5 separate regions of the Mus musculus genome follow, and all the other regions are linked to region 2. The links are chromatin contacts, called in public Hi-C, HiChIP or PLAC-seq and promoter capture Hi-C maps. All regions are on one chromosome and are shown on one strand. The core of a region is the stretch at or near the end of the contact, and the rest is flanking DNA. Distances in the headings are between cores, read along the strand shown.

Evidence for each region. A called contact is a pair of places that touch in the nucleus more often than the background predicts. HiChIP or PLAC-seq counts read pairs in DNA pulled down with a chosen protein or histone mark. Capture Hi-C pulls out chosen DNA fragments and counts their contacts.
Region 1: a Hi-C map of B cells shows a contact between it and region 2, with 6 read pairs. The contact joins the promoter of Pcmtd2 here to the promoter of Osbpl2 in region 2. A contact is called at or near these places in 1 of 39 promoter capture datasets (pre-B cells) and 1 of 484 Hi-C or Micro-C datasets (B cells).
Region 3: a contact with region 2 is called in an H3K27ac HiChIP or PLAC-seq map of microglia, with 4 times the contacts expected there. The contact joins the promoter of Dnajc5 here to the promoter of Osbpl2 in region 2. A contact is called at or near these places in 2 of 115 datasets of contacts at active chromatin or transcription factors (large pre-B cells and microglia).
Region 4: a promoter capture Hi-C map of adipose tissue shows a contact between it and region 2, with 2.3 times the contacts expected there. The contact joins the promoter of Arfrp1 here to the promoter of Osbpl2 in region 2. A contact is called at or near these places in 1 of 115 datasets of contacts at active chromatin or transcription factors (embryonic stem cells) and 1 of 9 other capture datasets (adipose tissue).
Region 5: a promoter capture Hi-C map of adipose tissue shows a contact between it and region 2, with 2.1 times the contacts expected there. The contact joins the promoter of Tcea2 here to the promoter of Osbpl2 in region 2. A contact is called at or near these places in 2 of 9 other capture datasets (adipose tissue and liver).

What each region holds. Positions count from the first base shown.
Region 1 is chr2:181,834,450-181,839,338 of GRCm38.p6, reverse strand. Pcmtd2 (protein-L-isoaspartate (D-aspartate) O-methyltransferase domain containing 2) reads right to left here and starts at 1,485. Exons shown (of 7, transcript NM_153594.3): 1 at 1,355-1,485.
Region 2 is chr2:180,117,143-180,122,440 of GRCm38.p6, reverse strand. Osbpl2 (oxysterol binding protein-like 2) reads right to left here and starts at 3,135. Exons shown (of 14, transcript NM_144500.4): 1 at 2,972-3,135.
Region 3 is chr2:181,518,839-181,524,037 of GRCm38.p6, reverse strand. Dnajc5 (DnaJ heat shock protein family (Hsp40) member C5) reads right to left here and starts at 3,553. Exons shown (of 5, transcript NM_016775.3): 1 at 3,341-3,553.
Region 4 is chr2:181,362,087-181,367,475 of GRCm38.p6, reverse strand. Arfrp1 (ADP-ribosylation factor related protein 1) reads left to right here and starts at 2,072. Exons shown (of 8, transcript NM_029702.4): 1 at 2,072-2,257; 2 at 2,765-2,871; 3 at 3,078-3,165; 4 at 3,380-3,462. The coding sequence starts at 2,779. It overlaps Zgpat (zinc finger, CCCH-type with G patch domain), which reads right to left and starts at 2,053. Exons shown (of 6, transcript NM_001048148.1): 1 at 1,224-2,053. The coding sequence starts at 1,804.
Region 5 is chr2:181,676,927-181,681,924 of GRCm38.p6, reverse strand. It overlaps Tcea2 (transcription elongation factor A (SII), 2), which reads right to left and starts at 1,628. Exons shown (of 10, transcript NM_009326.3): 1 at 1,450-1,628. The coding sequence starts at 1,518.

The DNA.
Region 1 (4,889 bases), core at 236-2,735, 1.7 Mb before region 2:
GTCAAAAGAAAGAAAGAAAGCCCTAAAACATACTTGAAAATACTCTCTCCAAACCAAACAGTATCACTGCACAAGAATGCAGTGCAGTAGATTCCAACTGAAAGCAAAGAACTATTTTTTAGGAGATTGTCCTTCCTTTACTACCCTACGATACACACTTTGCTACTTGCTGTAATGCTTATTACAGTTCCCATTCAGAACTGATTAGCACAGGCCAACAGAAGAAAAGGGCATAGGAAAAAAACTGAGCAGCACAGGACCCCAAGTGGACAACAACAACACAAGTGAAGCTGGACTAAAGAACCCTGTTTCATATCTATACTGCGTTTGAAAAAACTGCGACAGCTGGCCCACAGTCAAGTGGATGTCACTTTCTTAGGGGATACCTTGCTAGGAACATGTATTCTAAACCATCATCCTGCCAGCAGAACGAGGAAAATAGCCAAGGCTTCTTGTCTTGAAAACCAGAACTCTTGGAGGGTGTGCCTCAAATGCATATCACTTGTGGTCTGCATCTGAATGAAAGCTGACCAGTAGTATGTACTGACTAGGGACAATTCCTACTGTTTCGTGCGTGGAAAAGCTTTGGGACTAACCGAAATTAAAAAAAAAAAGAAAAGAAAAGAAAAAAAGAAAAATGAGTCCCTTCTCCCAAGTCTCCCAGCAAGGTCTCAGAGGAGGATGGAGAAAAGCCAGGGCAAAAGGAGAGACCAAATGCCACCACCTCAAGAGGGCCCACTTCAATTCCCTTTATATATAATCAGTGCTGAGCCTCTTAAATACCTCGTTCTAGAGACAACCTACCAGACGTAATGGAGCCCACTTTAGCAATGTCTTCAATAAGAACAGAGAACAACAGTGCAGGGCCCAAGAGAGCAGAGGGCAGATACTCAAGATGACGGAGTTGATGGCAGAGGCACAGGCCTAATAAAGAAACAAAGGGTCCAGGCCCCAGGGGTTCTCTCCAGCTACTTTAGATCTTTCCCCAAAGGGGTCTTTTTTTTCTCCTCTGTAGGATACTCTGCCTTCTTCCCAATATCCACCCTAGGTATAATTTGTTTCAATCATGGTCAATGCCCGACTTGCCCTTGAGCTAATTGCAAACATTTCCTACTTAATTAGAAATAGGTTGTAGAACTAGAGCAATCAGATCCCAGAATTAGCAACAGGCGGGGGGTGGGGGGGCACGCTGGAGGGGAGGGAGGTGCTGGGCAGGGAGATGGGGGGGCGGGGGTGACAGGCGCTGGGGTTCGAAACTCTCGGAGATGGTAAGATACACGGACGCTGGGGAACGGGTAACCAGAGCTGGAGAAGGGATATGGAGGGAAGGGCCGAGGGGCAGAGACGGCTCTACCTCGGCGCTCAGCAGCCCCCGTATTGAGTCTCGGAGAGCAGTTCTTCAGACGCTTCTGTCGCTTCGGACGGACCTCAGCCGCTGTAAACATCCGCTGCTACCTCTGCGCGTGCGCGGGCTCTACCTGAACTGAGCATGTGCGGTTGGAGGACACTCTTAAAGGGGCAACGGCACAGCCCACGAGCCTGCCACTTTCCACCCACTGGTTTGAGTTAAGTGTGTCCCTGCCTGATTGGTCAGTCACTAGGTGGTCTCCGAGCATATCCCGGCCTAATGATATGAGAAGATGCTGGCGTGTCGACGGGAGAAGGGCATTTTGCCTGCTTATGTCCACTCAAGGACAAAGCCCCCACAGTAGAAAAGGCAGGAGTTAAGAAACAAGAGTGATAGATTGGGTCCACTCTCCTGCAGGAGTTACAACACAAATGACTGCCGGCCCTGACCCTGCCAGGCTACCTGGTCCAGGGGATGGCCATCTGCACACTTGAACCTTGAACCAGCAGTTCTGGCCACTTCTAAGAAACCTACAAAATAGACCAAAGTCTAAGTGATCTTTAGGGCTACCTTTCAAGATTGTTCTGAGTTTTTGTTCTATTTCATTGGGATTGCACATCTCCTCTATACTGCTTGGAGGGTACATGTTGAAGGAAGTAGTGTCAAGAAGGAAGGAGTCTGGACGCCTGAGTCAATAGCTGTAAGAAAGTCACTCAACCTGCAGTTGATTGTGGTACGAATGAGGAGAAAATGATTCTACTATTTTTTAAAGTTTGCGTGGGAAGGCTAAAGACCCGAACTAGATAACACAATATTGATCAAAAACAAAACAAAACAAAAGTATAGGCCTAACAACATCTGATTTCATGACTTACTATTAAAATTACAGTAATCAAGAGTCATATGGGGGAAATAAATTGATGCTATCAAATACAAAACTTAGGTTAGAGCTATACAAATATAGTAAACTCACCTTTGATAAGAGAACAAATACAATTCAATGGAGGAGTGCTGGTCTTTTCAACAAAAGATGCTGGAATAATTAGACATCCACGTGTAAAAATAATAGAGACATAGCTCTTCCAAATTTGATTTCCAGTACCCAAGACACTTGGCCTTTGCAGGCACTCAGGCATGTGCACACACACACACACACACACACACACACACACACACTTAAAGGTAAAATATATCTTTTTAACACTGGCATCATTTCTCTGTAAAATATACTGTCAGAAGAATAAAAAGGTAAGACATAGACTGAAAAACAATATTCCCAAAACACATATCTGATAAAGGATTTCTAAAAATCCTTAAAACTCAACAATAAGAAAATAAACAGCACAAATAGAAACGGGAAAAAGCTATGAACATATGACTCAGCAAAGGAAATATACAGATGGCAAATGAGCATATGAACATATCAACATAATTTGTCATTAGGTGATGCAGATTTATAAAACAATGAGATATCAATACACACCTATTAGAATAGCCAAAATTTATAAAATCTATAATTCACCAAATACTGGTGAGGATGTAGAGCAACAGCAGCACATCACTTTCATTGCTGGTGGGAATGAGCAATAATAAAGATACTCTGGAAAATAGTTTGTCAGTTTGCTACTGAACTAAGCAACGTCTTAGAAGATGTGACAGCAAACAAGTGTAATGCCAGCACTTAGTGGTGGAGGAAGAAGGACCAGGAGATTAAGGTCATACTTTGGCAGTGTAATAGGTTCAAGACTAGCCAGGGCTGTACAAAACTATTCCAACATACATAAAACTTTTTAAAAAATCACCATTTGAATTCCTAGATATTTACCACTATACACAAAACCAGCACATGTAGGTAGTATAACAGCTTCATTTGTAATCATCAAACATTAGAAGCAACAAAAAATATTAAATAGATGGGAGGTATAGCCACATAACTGTTTTAATCAGGGATTTTTTGAAAAGTGAGCTACTGAGCTATGAAAGGACATGTAGCAACCTTACACACTTAATTGCTTTTTTTAAATTTGGTGTGTCTGTGGTGTTTGCATGCATATGTAAATAAGTATACATGAACATGTGTGTATGTACATGTAGAGGCCAGAGATCAATGTCTAGTCGCTTCCTTTATTTCTCTCTACCTTATTTTTTGAGACAACTATCTCTCACTAAACCTGGAGTTTAACCCAGAAAGCCCCAGGGATCCTCCTGTCTCTGCTTCCCCAGCTCTGAACCATGCCCAACTTTGTAGCTGGACTTAGCTACTTTGTGGGTTCTTTTTCTCACCCTTTACCCACTGCCCCTCCCCACTGCATCATCCTGTATCAATAGATAGGAGAGAAAGAAGGACAGAAGGAAGAGAGAGATATCTGTGAATCAAATTTCTTTCTTCTTGTTTCTTTTTTGAGCACAACTACTAACAAACTGCAAACAGCCCCCAAATGACCAGTCTCCACCCACCTTGCCTCTCAGGGCCCTAGACAATCTGGAACTGTCAAACAAGGCCTCTGCTAGAGCCTGAGGCAAATCACAGTCAGCTGCTGTGGTCCGTCCAAAGCAGCCCCACATCCCCACACCTGGGATTAAGATGAAAACACAGTCTAATAATATTTCTGTGTTTCTTAAAGAAACCAAAATTGGAGAGTTCTCACTAAACAACTTTCTATATGAATACTAGGGAATTTAACCTGAGGTCCTCATGCTTACGTGGCAGACACTTTACCAGCTGAGCTATCTCTTCAGCTTCCAAGTGCTTGCTGCTAAATGAAAGACACTCATATGGAAAAGCTATGACATATTGTGTGATCCCAATGATATGAACTATGGAAAAGTAAACAATCGTAGAAACTCTCAAAACCTCGGTGATGGCAAGAGAAGGGTCGATCATGAAAGACTATTAAGACAGTGAATGATGCCGTATGATACTGTAATAGTAGAAACATGTGATCATCATTTGCCCAAACCAGGAAGTTATGGATGTAGCTCAATGGTAGAGCAAGTGCTTACCTAACTTGAGCAAAGTCCCAGTGCCACAAAAACACATAATATTCTATCTCAAGAATGAACCTTAATGAAAACTATAGACTTTAGTTCATAGTAATATATATTGATATCCATTTTAACAATGTATATTAATGTAAGCTATTAAGAACAAAAGAATCTGTGCATAAGTGAGGAATCCATGAAACTATTTGTGGCTGAAATTATCTATAAACATAAAACTCCCCAATTTAAAATACATTGCATTTTTAATTGGAAAATTTCCAGACATCTAAAAACTAAAAGAACTCAGGAGCCGACCTATACACTGTGAAGCAACAGAGTTTGGGTTTTGGGTTTTTGTTTTTGTCAGGCATGAAACCCAGTGTTCCAGATGGAACTATAGATATACACAAAAGAATGGCAGGCACAAGATCCTCAAGGTTAAGTGTGAAAGACAGCTCTTTTCTTGATCTCATCACTAAAGATACCACTTCTTGCCTCATTTATCCTTGTTGTGGTTGTTGTTTATAATAGTCAAGCAGTGCCTTAGCAATTACAATAT
Region 2 (5,298 bases), core at 1,886-4,385:
TAATAAATAAATCTTTAAAAAAAAGATTTATTTATTTTATGTATATGAGTATACTGTAGCTGTCTTCAGACACTAGAAGACACTCTTCAACAGAAGAGGACATCAGATCCCATTACAGATAGATGGTTGTAAGTCATCATGTGGTTGCTGGGAATTGAACTCAGGACCTCTGGAAGAACAATCAGTGCTCTTAACTGCTGAGCCATATCTCCAGTCCTTTATTATAGATTCCTATTAAACTTATACTTGAGAATTTTATTTTAGCTGGGTAGTGGTAGCATAGGCCTTTAATTCCAGCACTTGGGAGACAAAGGCAGGCAATCTCTGTGAGTTTGAAGCTAGCCTAGACTACACAGCTAGTTCCAGGATAGCCATGGCTACACAAAGAAACCCTGTCTCAAAAAGAAACCAGAATTTATTTTTTTTTATTTTGTGTATGTGTGTATGTGCATGTGTGTATGTGCATGGGTGTATACATATGTGTATGTACACAAGTCATAGTGTCCATGTTGAGGTCAGGGGACAACCTGGGAGATAGTTCAGGATTTCTACCTTACAGGTACCCAGGATCCACCTTAAGTTATCAGGCTTGGCAGAAAATGCCTCTCCCCAGTGAGCTATGTATCTTGCCTGTGAGTTTCCATCCTTTTTGTGAGAGGGCAATCTGTTGTTTGAATGCTGGGATTAAAGGGCATATGTCACTATGCATCGTTAAATTCTTAACACACATTCTTAAACAGAACTCCATACTAACTTTCTTTTTTCTCCCTTCCCTATGTGTGTGTATGTGTGTGTGCATATACATATATACACACACACACACACACACACACATATATATATACATATATCTATGTAGTATGTTTTAGGGAGAGGGTATTTTTGAGACAGGGTCTGTCCACATAGCCCTGACTGTTCTGGAATTCACTATGTAGACTAGACAGATCTTAAACTTGTAGAGATACACCTGGTTCTGCCTCTTGAGTGTTAAAGGTGTGTTCCACCACACCCAGCCTAACTTTCATATAAGGTTTTTATAATCCCAGCTGAAGTAGATGGACTGGGGGTGGGTCTAGACAGTTTGGACTACAGAGTAAGGTCCTGTGTCAAAGCAGAAAAAAATTTTTTTCACTTAGCATTTTTTTGTTTGTTTTTTGCTTTTCAAGTCAGGGTTGCTCTATGTAGCCCTGGCTATCCTGGAACTCATTATGTAGACCAGGCTGGCCTCAAATGTCCACCAAGTAGAAGGCAGAGGCAGGCAGATCGTTGAGTTGGAGGTCAGTATGATCTACAAAATCAAGTTTCAGGCCAGCCAGTGTTACACAGTGGAACCCTGTCTCAAAAACAAAACAACAAAAAGAATATGAACTCACCAGGGCTATGATGCATACCTGTAATCCAGAACACGGAGGACCAGAAATTCAAGGTCATGCTCAATTACATTTGAGCCTACCCAGTTACATCAGATCCTCCTCAAAAGTAACAAAATGAGTGTAAAGAACACACAAACTGGTATCCAATACTAAATGATCAGCCCTGGAAGCATATAAGTACAAGTAACATTACACAAACTGAGCAGGTACAACTCATGCATTTAAGGATACATAATACATACACACATATACATATGTAACAATAATCCAAAAAGTAGAGGCCACAGAAGAGAGCAGAGGAACTACTAGGGGATTGGAGGAAATGATGTAATTATATTACAATATCAAAAAGTAAAGCTGGGGATAAAGAGGCTGCTTTCTTATCTCAACGGGCATAAGGCCATGCTCATCCTTACCAACAACAAAAAAAAAAAAAAAAAAAAAAAGAGAGAGAGAAAAAGGAAGTCTGGGTTTCGGTACCTTTGTTACTTAATTTGCTACTAGGTGCTCTGAAGTAAGCTACTTGAGCTCTCTTTTCCTTGGGAATAAAGGTAATGTTAGTGACTGCTGTAAGACTCATGCTTCTAATGATCTAGAGCAAATAATTGCTCAAAATTAGCGTCCCCTGAGATAAGAGTTGTTATTACCAGACAGTACCTGGGGCAAACAGGAAGGTAGATTCTATGGAGGACATGCAGCCACCCATTTCCTCATTGTCACCCTTTAGTTGGCACCATCAGAGGCAATGGGAGGCGACGGACAATGTGTCCACTCAAATGTTCCTGTTTCCTTACTCACATCAGTGAACTAACACTTTGGAGCACCTGTTGCTTGTCAGAGCCCACTGCAGACGACTGACCCATATGTATCTCTTACTGGTACACCAGATGTCACATGCCACAAGCAAGAAGTGAAGGTGGGAGAGATGACAGGTGACAGTTAGCAGGGTCCAGGCTCTCTGCAGAAAGGGTCAGCAGTTCCCCATCCCTGAGGCTCCCACTCAGGAGCTGTCCCATCAACATCTCTGACAATATGGAGCCTAGCCTACACGAAGGCCTCCTCCGAGTGTGTGCAGAGCCCCACAGAACCACTGATCCAGATGTGCAAAGGCCGACCCACAAGAACATAACTCAAAAGCTTGTCCAACTCTCAAGACTGAGGCGCCCCACTCGGCCGCAGCGTCTCGGAGGAGCAAGGGGGACAGAGCGCCGCCGCCGGTGCCTCCGCCTCCACGCGGGGCCCACCAACCGCACTCAGCGCGGACAGCCCTGGCTGCCTCGCTGGTGCAGGTCTGAAGGCGCGCTCCGACTCTGCTGTGGAGACATAGGCCCTCGGACCTGAGGCCACGCGGGCACCAAGTTCCCCGCGCGCCCCGAGGGGATGCGCGGCTCGCCCAGCAAAGGGAGAACGCCGGAGTCCCTCGCGTGCGACCGCGGACCTCGCTGGAGCCCCACGGGGCCCCGTCCCTCCCGCGGTCGTCCACACTCCCGGCGGCCTAGCGCCGCGACTCTCCAGCCCGAGCCCAGCCGCGGCCTAGGTGGCAAATGGGCCTCCCCGAGACCCGTCCCCGCGCGCCCGCCCCGCTGCAGCCCACTCACCCGAACGCGGTCCCCGCGGAGTCGCCGACCCCACGGCCGCCCCGCCCCCGACCGCAGCCGGCAACCCTCTGACACCCAAGCGGAAGTGCGGCCCGCGCCTCTCCGACCTACAGCCCGCCGTGCTGCTCGCCGCTCGCCGCGCCCCGCGCCGTCCGTCAGCCGCCGCCTGGCCAATCAACGCTCGGCCCGCAGGCCGCGCCGGGGGCGGAACCATGCCGATCACGTTCTCCGGACAGCTTCTCCCTCGGCCCTATCATAATCCGGCTCACACGGGGGAGTGGCGGCGCGCCCAGCCAATCACCCCTTGGAGAAGGTGGGTTTATGCAGATACTGGAGCTAGAAGGAAGGGGAGGCAGGAGGAAGGGGAGTGACCTTGGGAGAGGCTAGTTTACAAACAGTGAGTCAGGTGGCTGGGCGTGAACGATCCCAGGCTGGCGCTGGGCTAGACCCACCCTTTGGCTCCCGACCCCGCAGACGCTTCTCACGGTTGCTGGGGTATGAACAAATGGCAAATGTGGCCGCCGGCCTTTGCGCGCCAATCGTGACTTAACATACCCTGGGGCCAGTTTACCCCTCCAGTGGCCTCCCTGGCCGGTTCATCCTGTTTAACACCCTTAGGCGCCCTGTGGTCTGCAGTGGCTCCTGGTTAAACTCAGAATCTCTGGGGACACGCCTGCAGCCTGTTTGGCCTCAGAAAAGCTATCTGACCTCTCTGAACACTCAGTTTTCTCTGTAGCCAGGGTTCCCCAGCCTCCTCATCACATTGGAATGTGGGGTCTGGTTTGAGAAAGGTGAAGTGACATGAATCAAGATGGCTACTGACTTGCATAGGACTTTGCAGGGCACAGGAATTGCAAAGGTATGGGACTTGTGGTCCGATCCTAGCCAGGAGGTTCAGCTCAGTGTCAAACCTGAGGGAAGCAAGTTAGATGTCTCTTGTCTTTCACAAACCTACCCAGAAGCAAGTGAGGTGAGGGCCGCTATAGGTCGTTTGAAAGCAGGAAACCAAGGAGGAACCAAGTCCCCCAGGTCATCCAGGGCCAGCTGCACCTGACATCAGTCCAAGGCTTTCCAGTTACTTGAGTAATTACTTGGGTTTTTTGCTAAGCCAGTCTGAGGCTTTAGCAAAGGGGTTCTAAATGCCCCCCATGAACCTTCTTCAGCACATAATGAAGGATTCTTCTCCAAGGCCACACTTCTTCCTCCAGTAAGGTGGTGCTCACACTCACACACAGGTCCGTGTCGTGTCCCGTCCCCCCCCCCCCCCGCCTCTGTGGCCCACTCTGCAGATACTCAAGTCCTCTGCAAACACGGAGTGGCCCAGCAGACCCTGTCTGCCTCTCTAGCTCCCACCCCAGGGACAGCCTGGCTTTCTGGTGGCCCCTTCTCACTGGCGCAGGAGAGACGTGCTGGGACTGGAAAAGAGCCCCCTGCACGCTCAGCTCCTAAAGAGAGAGACAGAGGGAGGCGGGCCAGGCTTCCGAAACAAAGGCGTTGCCATGGTTACCTCTGAAGAAAGCAACTCCAGCCCGCTGAGGGCTGATGGAAGGGTGCGGCAGCTGGCCCCCCAGCCAGGACAAGGACAGCTAGCCGGTTGCCACGGAGATAGTCAGACTGACCAGGTTCTGCAGTTTTTCTGGGGGCCTGGCCAAGACTAGCTCAGAAACCCACCACCACCCACACCCTTACCTAAATCTCCAAGATCAGCCCCTCTCCAAGAGACAAGCCTCAGAGGGACACAGCTTACCTAACCTGTTTTTGGACTTTGAGCTACAGGGCCCTGCCATCTGGGCAGAATAACCACCCAGGTTGGGCTGGGCATCCCTACTCAAGCTGTGTAGTAGATGGGCTGACCCTGGGGCCGGGGTGGCATTCCAACCACCTGTCTTCCAGCTGTGGCTGAGGAGAGCCTTGAGTTCCTCACTTCCGCTTTTACCTCTAGGTAAAAGGTGAGCTGACAGGTACCTAACACTGCTCCTGGCTCTCTGCCCCCTTTAGGAGCTGCTGCCACCTTTCAGCAGCCTCAGGTGCAGGGCTGGGTGGCTCAGCATCCCTGTCAGTAGGGGAGGGGCTCTCTCCATCTTCGCCGAGTGGCAATGTCCTCTAGGATGGACTAGTAGGGTGTAGAAAGAGGAAGAGTTGGCTCTGCGCCCGGCCATGACAGTGCAGATAGTGATAGTCAAAATGCCCCCAAAGTGTTTCATTATGTCCATGTCCCTTCCAGTTCCCCCATGTCAGCAGCTGACCAGGGAGACGAATGTCATTGCTCCCACTTTACGGATGTCAGACTGGGTCTCAACCCAGTTAATGCCTCCAGAGGGCAAGGC
Region 3 (5,199 bases), core at 2,304-4,803, 1.4 Mb before region 2:
TCCTATTTATCATTTTTTGCTTCCATAACAAGCAGATATGATAGAAAAATTTCCCCTCATTTTATAGAGTACAGAGAGAGACCCAGAGCTGGAAGGAGCTGTGGTGGTGTGAGCTCTAACCTTGTCCCTTTTCAGGAAGGAGAGTCTAGTAGATTCTGCTGATGTACGGATGAGGAAGTACAGCAAAACTGTAGATTTGCCTGACAAAAAGCTTTAAATTCATCACTTGGACTCTATAGTATACAATAATAAGCCTCATTTTAGGAGTGCAACTTTTTAGTTCTTTGAGGTGTTGACACATGATAGGCAACCACTCTCCTCTTATCTGCACCTTCAGTCCTGATTATTACATTTTTAAATGCTTAATATATCATACCTGAAAACTTCCAGGAGGCACCACAGGAATACTAGAGGTCCTCATATGCAGAATTGATGCTTATGCTTCATTTTCATACAAACGGCTCCTAACCAGTTTCCCTATGATTTCGGGAGTTTTATTTCTTTATTGGAGACGAATAACTGCTTTCATTTGCTGCTAGTTTGCTCACAGTATTACACACTTCAAATCCCACACCTCATGCTTACCTCATGCTCTGCTTTCAGAAGCAAACTTCTAAAACTCTACCTTATCATAAGCCTCAGTTTCACTGCATCTTATTCATTCAACAAGTACCTGTGAGCACCATGCACCTGGGCTTTAAAGACACAACTCTGGCAGATTATGGGATACTGTAAGCTATAGGTGGTTAACAAACAGAAGAAATCCGGCTCAGAAGCCTTGGAAGCTCTAAGTCTGATTCATTAAGTTAGATCGTCAGCAAAGGAGGTTGTCAGGGTGGGTCTACAACCACACCCAGAAGCATCACTCTCTCCCATGTGCGCTTGGGTAAAAGTGGGTAGAACCATGCAGCATGCACCCAGCACTGAACTACACATTAACAGAACTGTTCTCGATAATACAGAGAAATCAGGACGCTGAGATAGCCCAGCAGTGAAGAACACTAGCAGCTTTTCTAGAAGTTCTGAGTTCAATTCCCGGCAACCACCAGGTGGCTCACAGTCATCTATAAAGATCAAACGCCCTCTTCTGGCATGTGGGTGTATGTGCAGACAGCACACACCTACATTTAAAAAATGCACACATAAGTTTTTAAAAAAATACAGAGAAATCTAGCTATTCTTCTAAACCTAGATGGGAATGAGGCAAAGGCATTACAAAGAACTATAGTGTCATTCAGTCACAAAGAAGTCTCTACTGGGTTGTCATAGCACTAGATAATGAGCTTCCAGCTAAGGGCACCAGCAACTGCTAGATCTTACGCTGGGTGTGGTAGTAAAAGTCTATGATTCTAGCCCTTTGCCAGGCTGAAGCAGGAGCAACACAACTTGCAAGTTAGCTTGAACTATAGCAAGATCCTGTTCACAAAAACAACTTCTCCACAATGACTAAAGAATCGGAAGACTTCATATCACCTTCACCTCAAGTCCTGAGACAAGTAACCAAAGACAAAATTTCTAAGAGCCTTTTTACTGAACCAGTAGCATATCTTTTAAAAGCTTTTAGCTCTGAAAAATCACAAATCGAAAGTTACAGAGCTGGCTGATAATCGTATCGCACCCCTGTAGGCCCAGTACTTGGAAGGCAGAGGCAGGTGGATCTCTGAGTTCAAGGCCATGGTGCACACTGTCCATAGAGCAAGTATCAGGGCAAGCCAGAGAGAAACCTAGTCTTGAAAAACCAATCCTCCTCCTGCCCCACCCCCCAAAAGTTGTAAAGTGATTTTACAGGAAAGTATAAGCCCTTTCTCTTAACTGACTGCCCCCCTCCCACCCCCAAAGGGCAGGGGAAAGTTGGTGGCTCTGTCCTTGAGGATACAGAAGCCTGGTGATTCTTAAGCGCTCACTACTCACTAATTGGCTTCCTGGTGAAAGGGTAATAGCCTAGCTGCTACTAAACTCATTTCCATTCATTCCGTAAGTATTTACTGGGCACATACTATCTGACTATCCTAAACAAAACAAAACCTTAACTAAAAAACAATGTTAAATATGTTAACACAGTAAACGAAGAGTCAAGTGCTGTATACAATTAAGCAAGGAGGGGAAAAGTAAAGCAGAGAGTCTAACATTCGACAGTAGACTAGTTACAGCAGTACACAGTGGAATAACAGAGGAGTAGAAACGAAGGATATCTCACATAACAGGAACATGAGAGTGGTCATGAAAAAAATGTCAAGGGTTGAGCACTTAAATTGGTTAAGAGACTAGCAAGGAGGCTGCTGGGGCAAAGAGATTGTGCGGCACGGTGCTTAAAGAATCCAAGGGCAGGTACCCTGTTCCCAAACCCGAACGAATTTAGAGGCTCCACTGGCTCCACACTTGCGGTCCACACACACAGGGCCAGCCTAAGTATGAAAATACTGATACAGGTAACAGATTCGTAACACATATTAAGTTAGAAACTGCGGAAAGTCCTGGCTTTTAATGTCACCTAACAGATCACGCTTTCCTTAAAGAAAGCAAATAAATGAACAAAATTATCCTACGATTAGAGTTTTGTCTTTAGGCAACCACGACAATATATGGGACAATATAATTCTTTGTGTTATTAAGTAGCGTTTTGATGTTTAAACAGACAAACCACTAGCAATTGAGACACACTGCCTATAAAGGATGAATGATCAGCTGAGCGTCCAACAAACGGCGACCCAATTTCCCCAAAGTCCAATCTGAAAACAAATTAAAGCTACCTTTTGCATTATTTTTCCGAAGATGCACTTAATGAATTCGGAGAAATCATCTCCTAGACACAAGGAAAAACAAGTCTTTAATCCAGCCATATAACACAAGTTGGAGCCTAAACGAATGAGTCCCTAATTCTCTCCCCAAAGAGCACGACACAAAATCGCCTCTTAAAATGTCGTCCCTAGGTATATAAACTAGGGGTTTTTTTATACATCAAATGCCTTTGAAATTTACAACTATAAGGCAATTTCTGCGTCCCAGAATGTGAACAAGCCTCGGAGCCTTTACTGCCCGCCTCCCTACACACCAGTTTCTGCGTTCCGGGAGCCGCGGAGGCGGCCGCGCGTGCGAACCGGAGTTGGCCCGGAAAGCCTCGTCTCCGCGCCGCCCCGCCGTGCGCAAGGTCGAGCAGGGCCTAGTGGTGCCCAGGGCCGGGCTCGCCGCCGCTGCTGAGGGTCGCCGCCATTTCCGCTGCGGGCAGCTTTCACCTCCTGCTGCGGCGCCCTCGCCCCACTTCCCCTCCCCTTTGCCCGGCTCCGGCAGCTTGAACCCCGCGGCCCCACCTAATTTGAGAGCCACTGGAGAGTGAGCTCACCTGTCGGCACGCCCGCCGGTCCACCGGTTCCGCGGCTCCGCTTTCCGTCCCGGGGCAGTGGTGGGCAGCCGGCCGGCCTACTGCTCGGCCTGAGGATCCCGGGCGGCGACAGCCGTAGCAGCGGCAGAGGACGGCGGAAGCAACACTGGCGGCAGCAAGAACGCGCACGCTCACTCACTGGCACGCGCGCCCCCGGAAAAAGACGTGTGTTCTGGCAGGTCAGAGCTGGCTGCGCAAGCGCCTAGAACCCAACACTGAGGCCCCGCCCATAGTCGGAGCCAATGTGGCAGCGCCGCACGAAAGCTCCGGAGCTCCGGTAGAACTCGGTCCCCGAAAGGTTGCGCCCCAGTTGACGATCACCGGGAAGGGTTAAGGTGGTGGGCGGAGCCTGCAGCTACTAAGCCGGAAGCTACAGCCCGGGAGCAGAGGCAAGGCCTAGGCTTGCGGGTTCGCCTCTGGAAGGCAGGCAAGTGGCACTCCGCGAGTAAAACTGCTCTTCTTCCAGTTGTTTGCTCAGTGCTTCATATAAGCCTCAAAAAATTTATTACTACTTACCAAAAAACTAGAGAGGGAGACCTTCATTTTCGTCTCAAGGTACTGCCTTGGGACTGACATTTTCGTTCATCCCTGGAGACCACCCAGAAAAGACTTTCCTGCCTTTCTTCCCAGTCACTGAAAAATCAACCGCCATTATTTAGCGATCCTTTAGGAATCGTCTGCAATGATATGCGTGGACGGTTAAGGACTTTTCTTCCCACTCTGTCTCATACAATCCTTGTTCACTCTGTTCACTTACTAAGTAATAAACCTAGTGACCCTTGCCTACTTACGCTGTAACAAACAATTTCAAGTGCTGTGCTTTTTTATTCCAGAGCTACCAATCTTCCTGGCCAGTGTTCCTACAGCTTTACTTTCATTCTTGCCTGCCCACCATTTTTTCTTATAATCTTTTTGGATTATAATTACATCATTTTTCCCCTGCCTCTCTCCAAACCTCTCATATTCACACACACACACACACACACACACTCACCCTTTCAAATTCATAGCCTCTTCTTTGTTGTGATATAGCTCCTAAATATATAAATACAGCCTATTCAGTCTGTATGTTAAGTAGGTATATGTTTTCAAGGCTGATCATTTGCTATGGGAAAACCAATTTCTATGTTCTTCCCTAAAACTGATTATTTCTCCAGCTCTCAGAATTCCTTAGTTAGCTAGGATTGAGGCCCTGTGCGCTTTCTCCCTTACACCATGCTTAGCTGATGTTGTCCTTGCTCAGGTCAGTTAGGCAGCCATGTTGGTTATGTTACTTCACGGATGTAGCTTCTCTGACATTTTAAGGAGATAAATCTTAGAGCGAACTGTCTGGTCCTCTGGTTGTTGCAGCTTTTCCTCCCCTTCTTCCACAATGATCTCTGAGCCTTAAGTTCAGGACTTGTGGTGGAGTTCTATCTGTGGGGACTGGGCTCCACCAATCTGCATTCTGATCAGTTTCAATTTCTGTAATGATCTCTATCTGGAGAAGATGTTTTCCTTGATGAAGAGTGAGAACTACACTTAACCTATAGGTGTAGGGATGAGTATTTAGGATGTAATTAGGGACTATGCTGGTTTAGCAACGTGATCCATGACTTCACTAGCCCCAGATAGTCGCCTAGGTTTCCAGGATCAGGCGTGATTTCTCTCTTATTGAGCAGGCATAAAGTCCAATTAAACAGCTGTTGGTTAACCAACAAGATATATGTGCCACTATTGCTGTCTGTCTTCAAGTCAGCTTTCAAAAACAAAGCAGATAATACTTAAGGCCTCCCATAACGCATTAAATAAATTCCAATCTTTTCTAACAGTGTCTTCTC
Region 4 (5,389 bases), core at 823-3,322, 1.2 Mb before region 2:
CATGGTGGCTCACAACCATCTGCAATGAGAGCTGATGCCCTCCTCTCATGTGTCTGAAGAGAGCAACAGTGTGCTCACATACATAAATAATTTTTTTTTTTTTTTTGGTTTTTCCAGACAGGGTTTTTCTGTGTAGCCCTGGCTGTCCTGGAACTCACTCTGTAGACCAGGCTGTCCTCGAACTCAGAAATCTGCTTGCCTCTGCCTCCCAAGTGCTGGGATCAAAGGTGTGCGCCACCAATGCCCAGCAAAATAAATAAATCTTTAAAATATATTTTTTTAAAAATCAAAATAAAATAATAATAACAACCTTAAAGAAAAATGGACAAAGAAATGGGTTCTGGATTCTGCCCTCAGACTTCCAAGGCTCTAGCCCTGCCTAAAATCCTGCCAAGTGAAACTAATTTTAGTTCACTACTACCATTATAATAGAACAAATCTTTTTATTTTAGTGGCCTAAAATAAATAAATTCAAAGTACTAGAGGGTTATTCTGGATGACTGAGTTAAAAAAAAAAAAAGACATAAATCAGTTTTAGTAATTATTATTTCAGCTACATTCTGAAGTATTTGAGGGTGAGAGAAAAAGATGTAACTTGTGAAAGGTGCTTTCAAGTAGCACGGGGGGTGGGGGGGAAGGTAGGGCAAGTCAGCAAGAGATTATGTGTTTGAAATTTTCTGTAAGACTATGCAAACTACAGGAGCTGGGATGGGGCTAAGGTGTACAGTAGTTGGTTGCCTGGTGTGCTGGAGGCCCTAATTCCATCCTCAGCATAGTCAATAAATTTTTAAAAAGAGAAAAAAAGAAAAAAGGTTCCGAGCTGGAGATGTAGCCCAGTAGAAGTGGTGGCCTCCACCTGTAATCCTAGCATTTGGAAACTGAAGGCGTTCAGGATGTAGTAGAGTTGCTGACGGATCAAGAATTCAAGGACATCGAGAGTTACTACACTGCTATCTCAAAGGGGAAAAAAAAAGTTTTACACCTTGGAGAAGAATATTGATGAAGGATTGCCCTATCTTTTCAACATAAGCTCTTTCAAACTTCTTGATGTATGCAAGAAAAATCTAAGTAAACACACGGAGAACACTTCTGTAAAAGCCTGTCAGTCACCTAAGGTTTGGACTCTATTACCAACTCTGCTGGGTGCCAAACTAGTTGTGGCGACAGGCCACAGCGGTGGTCCCGACTGCGTGCCCTTCATTGCTAGCAGCAGAGGGTTTTACCTGCAGTTCTCCTTGAACCGGCACTTTCCCTCCAGGAAGAACGGACAGGGCTTCAGGGACTTGTGGGTAGGGTATAGGTAGAGGACTCGGACGCACGCAGAACCATCCTCCGCCTCTTCGGCGCCCACTACCATAGCGTTGTGATACTCCAGCGTGCCCCAAGCGCTGTAGTAGGGGGCATTCACTTTAGCACCGCTCAGTTCCTCCAGATCTGGGTCCTCCTCCTCCTCCTCCAGTGCAGAGGAGGTGGATCCCGGCTGCACCTCGCTCCCAGGGGCCGTCTCCGAGTCATTGCAGGGGGCGCCGGGCGCTTCCACTTCCTCCGCAATGGCCTTCTGGAAAGCCAGGTACTCAGCATCCTCTTGAGCTGGGCTCTCCTGGTCCACTGTAGACAGCAGCTTGCTCTTTCTGACCGACAACAGGCTGGCCTCGGTGAGCTCAATCAGCTCCTTTAGATCGCCCTGCAGCTGACGCAGGTCCGCCTGCTCAGAAGCGTCTAGGCCAGCACCGAGCGCCAGCTCTACCTGCTGCAGCTGGGCCCGGTAGGTCTGCAGGGCAGTCTCTAGGTTGTCCTCGTCCATCCCGACCCAGCAGGCAGGATTCGGAACCTTTACCGCAGACAAAAACAGGAGGAAGAGCAGTAAGAACAACTCAGGGCAACGCCGCCCCCAAAACCGCTAGGGAGCCTGAGGAGGGCCGCGGTTCCGCCGAGGGGGACCTGCACGTCACCCGCCCCGTCCTCTGCGGCCCGCAACCCCACCTCCGGCCGGCGCTCGCAGGCTAGAAGGGCTTCCGCCCTCGCCAGCCAAGCTCACGCGCTAGCCTTCTGCCCTCCGCCGGGCACTTCCGCCGGAGAGCCGAAGCTGCCGGAAGTACCTGCGCGCGGGGGCCGCTGGGATGCGATTCCGCCCGTGCTCCGTCCTTCGCTCCTTGTTCCGTCAGGCACTGTGAGGGGTCAGCGTGAGGTCGGTGGGGTTAGGAACGCGGCGGCGGCGGCGGCGGCGGCGGCGGCTCCTCCTCCAAGATCTGAGCAGGTACGGGTGGGCCTCAGCTGGACTGAGGGGCCGGGGTTCTAAAGTCCTGGAACAGGGGGACGGAAGTGGCTTCAGCTGCTGGTTCCCAGGCTCCGTGGGCCCGGCGGCGGCGGGAAGCCGAAGCCGACCCTCCTCAGGAGCTCTGCCTCTCTGGTCGCTTCCTAGACTTAAGTCGCCGGCCGCGTTTCCTGGTTCTGAGTTGAGGGTTCGGAAAGAGGAGCCTTAGGAAGGCGGAGCAGAGCAGGCCGCCACGGGCTTTTCAGGACTCCGAATTGATGGTGCATTATGAAAGATGACATTAAGTGGGAGTGGCCCAGGTCTAGCACGTGGTCAGCGATGGCATCGGGGGAATCAGGGTCAGGGATTTTAACAGAAGAGGCGGGATGGGGGCGAAGAGTCAGGATCCGCGAGGCTACACATTTGAAAACTAGCAGGAGAGGCGGACCGCTGATGAAGCGGGCAGGGCAGGAGGCCGATGCCCCCGGTACACACATTGACATCTCTCAGGGTGCCAGAACAGGATGTACACGCTGCTTTCGGGATTGTACAAGTACATGTTCCAGAAGGATGAATACTGCATCCTGATCCTGGGCCTGGACAATGCTGGGAAGACGGTAGGTCCCTGCTCTCTCACCAGTTCCCATTCCCTGCCTGATCTAACCCCCGCCCCAAGGCTACAGGTTAGTAGTCACCAGCCTCCTGAAGATCAAGCCACAGGCAGAGGCGTGCATGGCTGCATGGGTGTGAAGGGATAGGTGGGAAGGACACCAGAAAACTACTCTAGCTGCTGCTATCTAACCCCCTCTCTTTTTTTCCTCAGACTTTCCTGGAACAGTCAAAAACACGCTTTAACAAGAACTACAAGGGGATGAGTCTATCCAAAATCACCACTACCGTGGGTCTAAACAGTAAGGGGGCACCTTAGGGATATGATCTTAGGAGGTCCCTTAGAGATGGATGCTGTAAGGTCCACAACCCAGCTGACCAGTGGTCAAAACCCTGTCTTTCTATTCTGTGTTCAAGTTCCCTAGGATTGGTACCAGAATGGTTTGTCCCATCCTGGGGAGAGCTGGAACCTTGTGTGTAAAGGTCAGGAGCTAGCTCTTTCTGTACTCTTTCCAGTTGGCACTGTGGACGTGGGAAAGGCTCGTCTCATGTTTTGGGACTTAGGTGGGCAGGAAGAGCTGCAGTCTTTGTGGGACAAGGTAAGACACATTACCTGTTTGATCCTGTTTTTCTCTAGATGGCCCCTCATAGTCTTTTCTGTGAGAGTTCCACATTTACCCCAAAGATTTTCTAATTTTTTTTTTTAAGTTTTTCTGGTTTTTCGAGACAGGGTTTCTCTGTGTAGCCCTGGCTGTCCTGGAACTCACTCTGTAGACCAGGCTGGCCTTGAACTCAGAAATCTGCCTGCCTCTGCCTCCCAAGTGCTGGGATTAAAGGCGTGTGCCACCACTGCCGGGTTTTAAGTTATTTTTATTGGGGGAGGGGTGCGTGTCACAGCATGCGTGTGGGCGACGGGGCTAATTTGTAGACTGTTTTTCTCACCTTAATGTGGGTTCCAAGGATCAAACTCGGATTATCAGGCTTGTGTAGCAACCACTTTTACCTGCTTATCATACACATGGCTCTGTCTAAAGGTTTTTTCTTGGATCCTATCCCAGGTTCCCAAGTTGCTTTCTGTCTCACTCTGGTAAAAACCAGGGCTAGAGTCACCACGAAAGTGACATCAAGGGAATTCCCCCAGGGAGTACCCAATCTTTTCTTCAATCCCAAAGAAAGAAGCATTGTTCATTAGGGTAGTCTATGCAGAGCGCTTACTGAGGAACTCAGTGAGGACTATAGCCTATCCTCTAACAGGTGGATAAAAATGGCAGTTCATAGACAGGGAGGGCCCAAAACCTGTGTTCTCTGAGTCTGTCTGCTTCATTCTAGCTTGTTCTTTTAGATGGCCTTTTACCCTTCCAAGGAGGGTGTTCTCAGAGGCAGACAGCGCCTTCTTCTTTTTTTTTTTTTTTTTTTTTTTTTATTTATTTATTATATGTAAGTACACTGTAGCTGTCTTCAGACACTCCAGAAGAGGGAGTCAGATCTTGTTACAGATGGTTGTGAGCCACCATGTGGTTGCTGGGATTTGAACTCCGGACCTTCGGGAGAGCAGTCGGGTGCTCTTACCCACTGAGCCATCTCACCAGCCCAGCGCCTTCTTCTTTAGGCATTGGTTTTAGACACCTGAAACTTCCCTCTGTATACATTCCTCCACTGGCGTCTCTTCCACCCAGCCTATTAGGCACTAAGTCCAGCACTGAACAGAACAAGCCTTGACTTTCCTTCAGCAGTCCTTTGTTTTGTAGTTGGTACGGTCACTTGGCGCAGTCCAGTGCTTTAATCCAGGTGCTTTAGTTACAGTGATGTCCTATCAAGTGAAACACTTAGCAGTGGCTTCATTGGCCTTGATGAATGGAACCTATACTGATAAGTTCTCTCACTCTGGCCACTGTTCTCTGTCTAGAATGGTACCACTGATGGGCAAGTTGCTCTCCACAGTGGGTGCTCTGGTGAACCTTGAGATAGAAACTAAGTCCCCATGTGTGCTGCTTATATCTGCCTTAGGATTTTGGTATGTACTTTTCTGACCAAGCAGTATATCTTGTAGCAGTATATCTTGTATACCAAGCCTGGCAGATGTGATAAGTGGATCTAGCTACTTGGTTCCTAAGTCACATAAGACATTTCTTACAACCTTTGAAGCTGCTAGTACTGCCTGCTGACTCACTGACTTCACTGGGATGAGACCTCATATCATCCTCTATTATCATAAATCCCTCATAAATACAGTAGGACCTGCCAGTTCTCATGCCTCCAGCAATAGGCTAACCTACTGCCCTGCCCCAGAGCTGGCAGCTTCTGTGCCAGGCCCATTGCAAACCTGTATGGGTCTGGCTGCAAAGCCCTGCAAAAGGAACCTGGAACTGGCCTCCAGGACTCCATGGGAAGTGTAGGTGGGGAAGGGGTTTCACTGACTGGAATGAAGTACTCCTTGTCCACTCAGTGGTAGTACCTCATCCTACCCTGTCTGTAGCATGTTATTTTACCAGTCAGTGTTGACTTCTCACTGAGACCGGATCAGGG
Region 5 (4,998 bases), core at 379-2,878, 1.6 Mb before region 2:
CTTTTCCAGACTGGTCACCACCCTCCTCCTAGGTACTGTAACAGAAAACCCTGATTTTCTTCCTCTGCCTAAGCTCTGTTCTTTGAACCTCAAGGGTAGGCAGGCTCCTCTGGTTCCTACCTTAAACCTCACTCTGCTTAAGGCTGCTCTTCTCTTTACCACTTCCAGGTTATATTCAAACACCTCCTTCCTACAACTGAGACAGCCTTTTCTTCTAACACCCAACACTATTGTGTTTGCTGTCCTCCAAGTTTCCACTATGAGCTCATTTGTCTTTATATGCCACAAAGAGGCAGAGAAAACCAACCCATCCAGCCGTGGTAGGGGCTGGGGCTGACCCTTCAATCTGTGTGACTTATCTGCTCAGGCTGCAGCCTTGTTTCATGGCCCTAAGTTAGTAAGCTGTACACCAATCAGCCCTGAGGTGGCTGACTTTGCTAAGAAGACCTGATCCTTGGAGCCAGGGGCATGCATCCACAATAGCCCTGCACTCCCATAATGAAAACCCAGATAAACCATCAGCTGTTCCAAGGAGCCTCTCTCAAGGACTACTGGAACCTCTGCAGGTTCCCTTCTCAACTGTACAGTCCTATCTGTGGCCTTCCATCCTTACTGGGTCTCCCTTTGGATTCCCATCCTATCTCTGCCACCCTTAGTTCCAAGTTTGTCATTTGTGCTTTCTCTTACCGGAAAGAAGCTCCAGCAGGGCCTCTGTAGCCCAGATGATTGCAAAGTGGGTTCTGTTTCCAGTGTAAAGGCTTATGTGGGCACTTAACCTACTTCCTGTTTTAGACCCCAGCCCTCCAACCCCTAGAGCAATCCTGCTCATCCCCAAAAGCTGTCCTGCAGCCTTCTACTTCAAGCACAGTCCTGGGGAGGCTGTACAGACTCATGACTCAGCCACTATCTGGGCTGCCCTCAGAGCGGTGCTGCGGATGCTCTAGAGTCACTCAGTCTTAAAGCCACCTCCTAAGTCCCTTCCCACCCACGGAAGGCAAGATTGCAGGTGCCATCATCCCCTAAGGATGCTCCTCAAAGGCTACGCAGGTGACCATGGTCGGAAGGCAGGCTGGACTGCCAAGCCCACACTGGCCAGGGGTCTCAACGCCACAGGCTCAACTGTCTGCCCAAACCGACTTGCTGTTGCCTGAGGCCTGACTAAGCAGGGGAAAAATTTATTAAGAGAAACCTGGTGCTGAAGGGTGGGGGGCAGACAGGGGAGACAACGGCTGGGCCAGGGACGCCCGCGGCCACCGCTGGGCGACGAACAGAGGGTAGCTTTCGGTCAACGCGGCGTCCATTGCGAAGCGGCAGTCCCAGGACAGGGTGGAGGGCGGGCCTGGGCAAGGGGTCTCGACTGACTGGGCTAGGTATCACTCTGCCCGAGGGTAGGCTCAGACGGTCTCCGCGGAGCGGGGCCCCAGGGTCCTGGCGGCCCGCGCCCCTCACCGCGTTCTTCCTGGTCACCATTTTGTCCAGCCTCCGGGCGATACGAGCAATCTCTTCCTCCTTGCCCATCACTACCTCGGTGGCGGCGGGTTGTGCCGGTTGCGCCGCCCGGCCTGACCTCGGCCGCCGCCGCCGCCTAGATCCGCGGTCCAAACCTCCGCCTGGCGGCCGCGTGCGACAGAATTAAAAAAAAAAAAAAAAAAAAAGAGTCCCCGCCCCCGGGACCACAACTCCCAGACGACTGCGCGGCCTGCGGCCTGCGGCCTGATTGCCCGCTGGAAAAGGTAGTTCCGCAGGTATCTCCGCCGGACCACGGCCCCACGTGCCCACCGAATGCCAGGGGGAGGGAGGACCTAGAGGAGGGAGAAGGACAACCCTACTGCGCTCAGGTCTTTAATTCAACCCATCTGAGCAGCTTGCCCTGGCGGCCGGTCGCGCCTTCACTAGTGCACTTAGATCGCCTCCACTTCCGAGAGTCACTCAGCTCACTCCACACACTTCACTTGGTACCAAGCCGAGTTTGGGGGCTTTCTTGGCGCTGCGCAGGTGGCCGGGACTCTGAAACGGTTTCTCCGCAAGAATTCAGGCTTTAGCCAAGCAATGTAGGCTCATGCCTTTTTAATCCCTGCACTCGAGAGATAGAGAGTCAAGCAGATCCCTGTGAGTTCAAGGTCAGCCTGGTCTACAGAGCTAGTTCCAATACATTCAGGGTTACACAGAGAAACCCTGTCTCGGGGGTGGGGGGTGGGAGTGGGGAGAACTATTCAGGTTCTGAAGTCAACCTAACGGTATAAACCCCAAGTTCTGCACATTGTTGTACGTCTCAGTCTCCCAACCTGTGAAGTGACAATGACAGAGGCTGCGATCAGGAGCCTCCGATTCATATTTTACACTGAGAACAGGGCAGGGTACTGAGGCAATCCGCTACTGAGGCATTACCTCAGGAAGACCCTAACCACGTCCAGGAAAGGGAGAATGGTGCTCTGCTCTTCTTCTGTCCTATACATGGTGGCAGGTGTGCTGGTACTAAAAGTCAATCTGAATTTTTTTGTACCCAGGAGGCCAGAGTGCAAATGACATACACAAATGACCTAAGCTGACCGTTTTAATCAGTTATGACATCTTTACCATAAGAAAAAGGCATGGAACTTCTTGAAGGCAACAAAGCTTTTCCAGAGGTGCAGTGATGGCTGAACCCAGCTCTCTAGTTTCATACCACCTCTCATTCTGCCCTTTACTGAGAGCTGGGCCCTTGCTCTAAGCTAAACCCAACAACAACAACAAAAATTCTGGGAAAGGGAACCCTGTGTTTGAGTACTGAATTAATGCTTTCAGGACCCTACCACAAGACAGGCAGTAAGAGAACCACAGGACCTTCAGCCATGCTGTGTTTGGCTGATGACTTGACCCCATCAAGGGACTGCCTACTGAGTAGTCCCAGCTCTGACTGGTCCCAATGATGAGCAACAGCAGCCTGTAGGTGGCAGGAGCCACCCACAGATCTGCTCAAGAACAGGCTCTTTCCTGAGGAAAATCCAGTAGATCACCAGCAGGGGAGCTATGTCACAAGAAGCCAGATCAAAGGTGTGTTCAATCCTGAGGGGTCCTTACTTGTGGGGTTGGTACTCACCAGCCAGATATTTCCACATTGCAACCTTAGAAAATTCCAACTTTAGAAAGCGCAGTTGATAGTATTTTGTTTAGCATGTAGGAAGCCCTGGGTTCAATCCACCGTACTGCATACAAACCAGGCATCACAGGTACGTGCCTGTTCACTCAGCACTTGGGTGATAGAGACAGGAAGGCCAGAAGTTGAAGGTTATCCTCAGATATGTATATGAGAGACATGTTTCAGAAACAAAAAGTCCTGATCCCAGATCCTACAAGAGCTCCAAATCGAACCTTCTGGCCCTTGATCAGAAAAGTCACCTCCCACCCCAGATTCTCCCCCACCTCACCCCACCCCCATACACCTTGCTGACTTTCAGAGCTTTATCTTCAGTGGAACCTCCCCACCAAACATCTAGACCATAGATTCACCCAGGTGTTCGCTCCAGTGTGGTGTTGTCCTCTACCCTAGCCTTCTGAAGGTGGTGGAGGACACACCTGCCTGGGTTTGGAGATAAGAAGTTTCTTGGACAATGTGATACCAGGTGGGAAAGAAGGCTTCTGGGAGACAGCCTTACCTATCTATATTGTCCAATCTACTACTGGGGTCTTTTCCAAGTTCCCAGAACACCTAGATGAGGTATCCTAACAATTCACCAACGGCTTTTGCACCCAGCCTTCCTGGGGCGCACACTCCCAATATTTCTTAAGAGTCTGCCCCTGAAGTGGATCTCTGACTTCAAGAGTCCTCAGTGAGCAACATAGCCCTATCCTAGGGACCCTGGGATAGAGATATCCCAGCTTGAAGGTCTGAAAAGGACAGGCAATGATCTAATGAGATAGGATCATGGGACATCCCCAGGGTCTGCCCCACCAGGCCAACTGTACCTTTGACCCAAAGCTTGCCCTACCCCCTTCCTCAGTTCAGGAAACATCGGAAGCCCAAGCCATTTATTTTTCTATTTGTGATCCCTGCCCCCCATCTATGTCTGCCCAGAGCTGGCCCTGACCCCAGTGGTGGCCTGAATGCTTCCCCTCTGGCCAAGGCAGGGCGGTGGTGGGTGGGAAGACTCACACTGCCAAGCTCACACGGAGCCTAAGCTCCAGGAGGTCCTATATCCTTGTCACCATATGATAGTCCCTCCCCTGCATGCAGTTCTCAGGTCCTCTGCCCATCTTGGGGGTTGCAGATCTTCACCATAGGGCTCTGTGGATCTACAACCACAGCCAATCCCACTTTAGGCCCTCCTTGGACACTGGCTTCTGTGGTCAGACAAGGCAGGGACCAGTGACAGATAAAAGGGTCTCCAGTATTATGAGGTAGAAAGTGGAAGCTAGGCATGTGGATATTGGTTTTGTCTGTGTAGATGGATACGAGCTCTCTGAGCCTCAGTCTCCTAGACTACAGAATGGGAAGAGCCATAAGCTTATGGAAATGTCTGCTTGGAAAGTCCCCCACCAGCCCACAGCCTGGCCAGGACCCAGCTTCCTCCCCCAGAGGCAGTGTTAGGGAGGCAGGAGACATCCCCTAGAGGCCAGTGAGGCCTTAGCTGCAGGCTTGCTCTAACAATGTGCTTCCCTGACACAATTCCCAGAAATGCTGCCCCCCTCCCTTGCCAGCCCGCCAGCCTGGCGGCCACTCCACCCTCCTACCCTAAGGAGCCCCAGGCAGCCAGGAGGTCAGAGGCAATGGATGAAGCATAGAGGTCTGACTCAGAGGCAGCAAACCTGTGGAATTGTCCCGCCATCCTGCAAAGACCCGCCTGGACCAAGTCAGTCATAGTTAAGCCGCTGCAGAAGCAAAGCTATGCTGGACCTGTAGGATGCTAAGTCACTGAAAAGTATTCCCAGATCTCATTCAGAGGAGAAAGCAAGATCCTTCCAGGCTCCACCTGGCCTCTTGGCCCTCATGCTTAACCCCTGCCCTTCCATACATACACC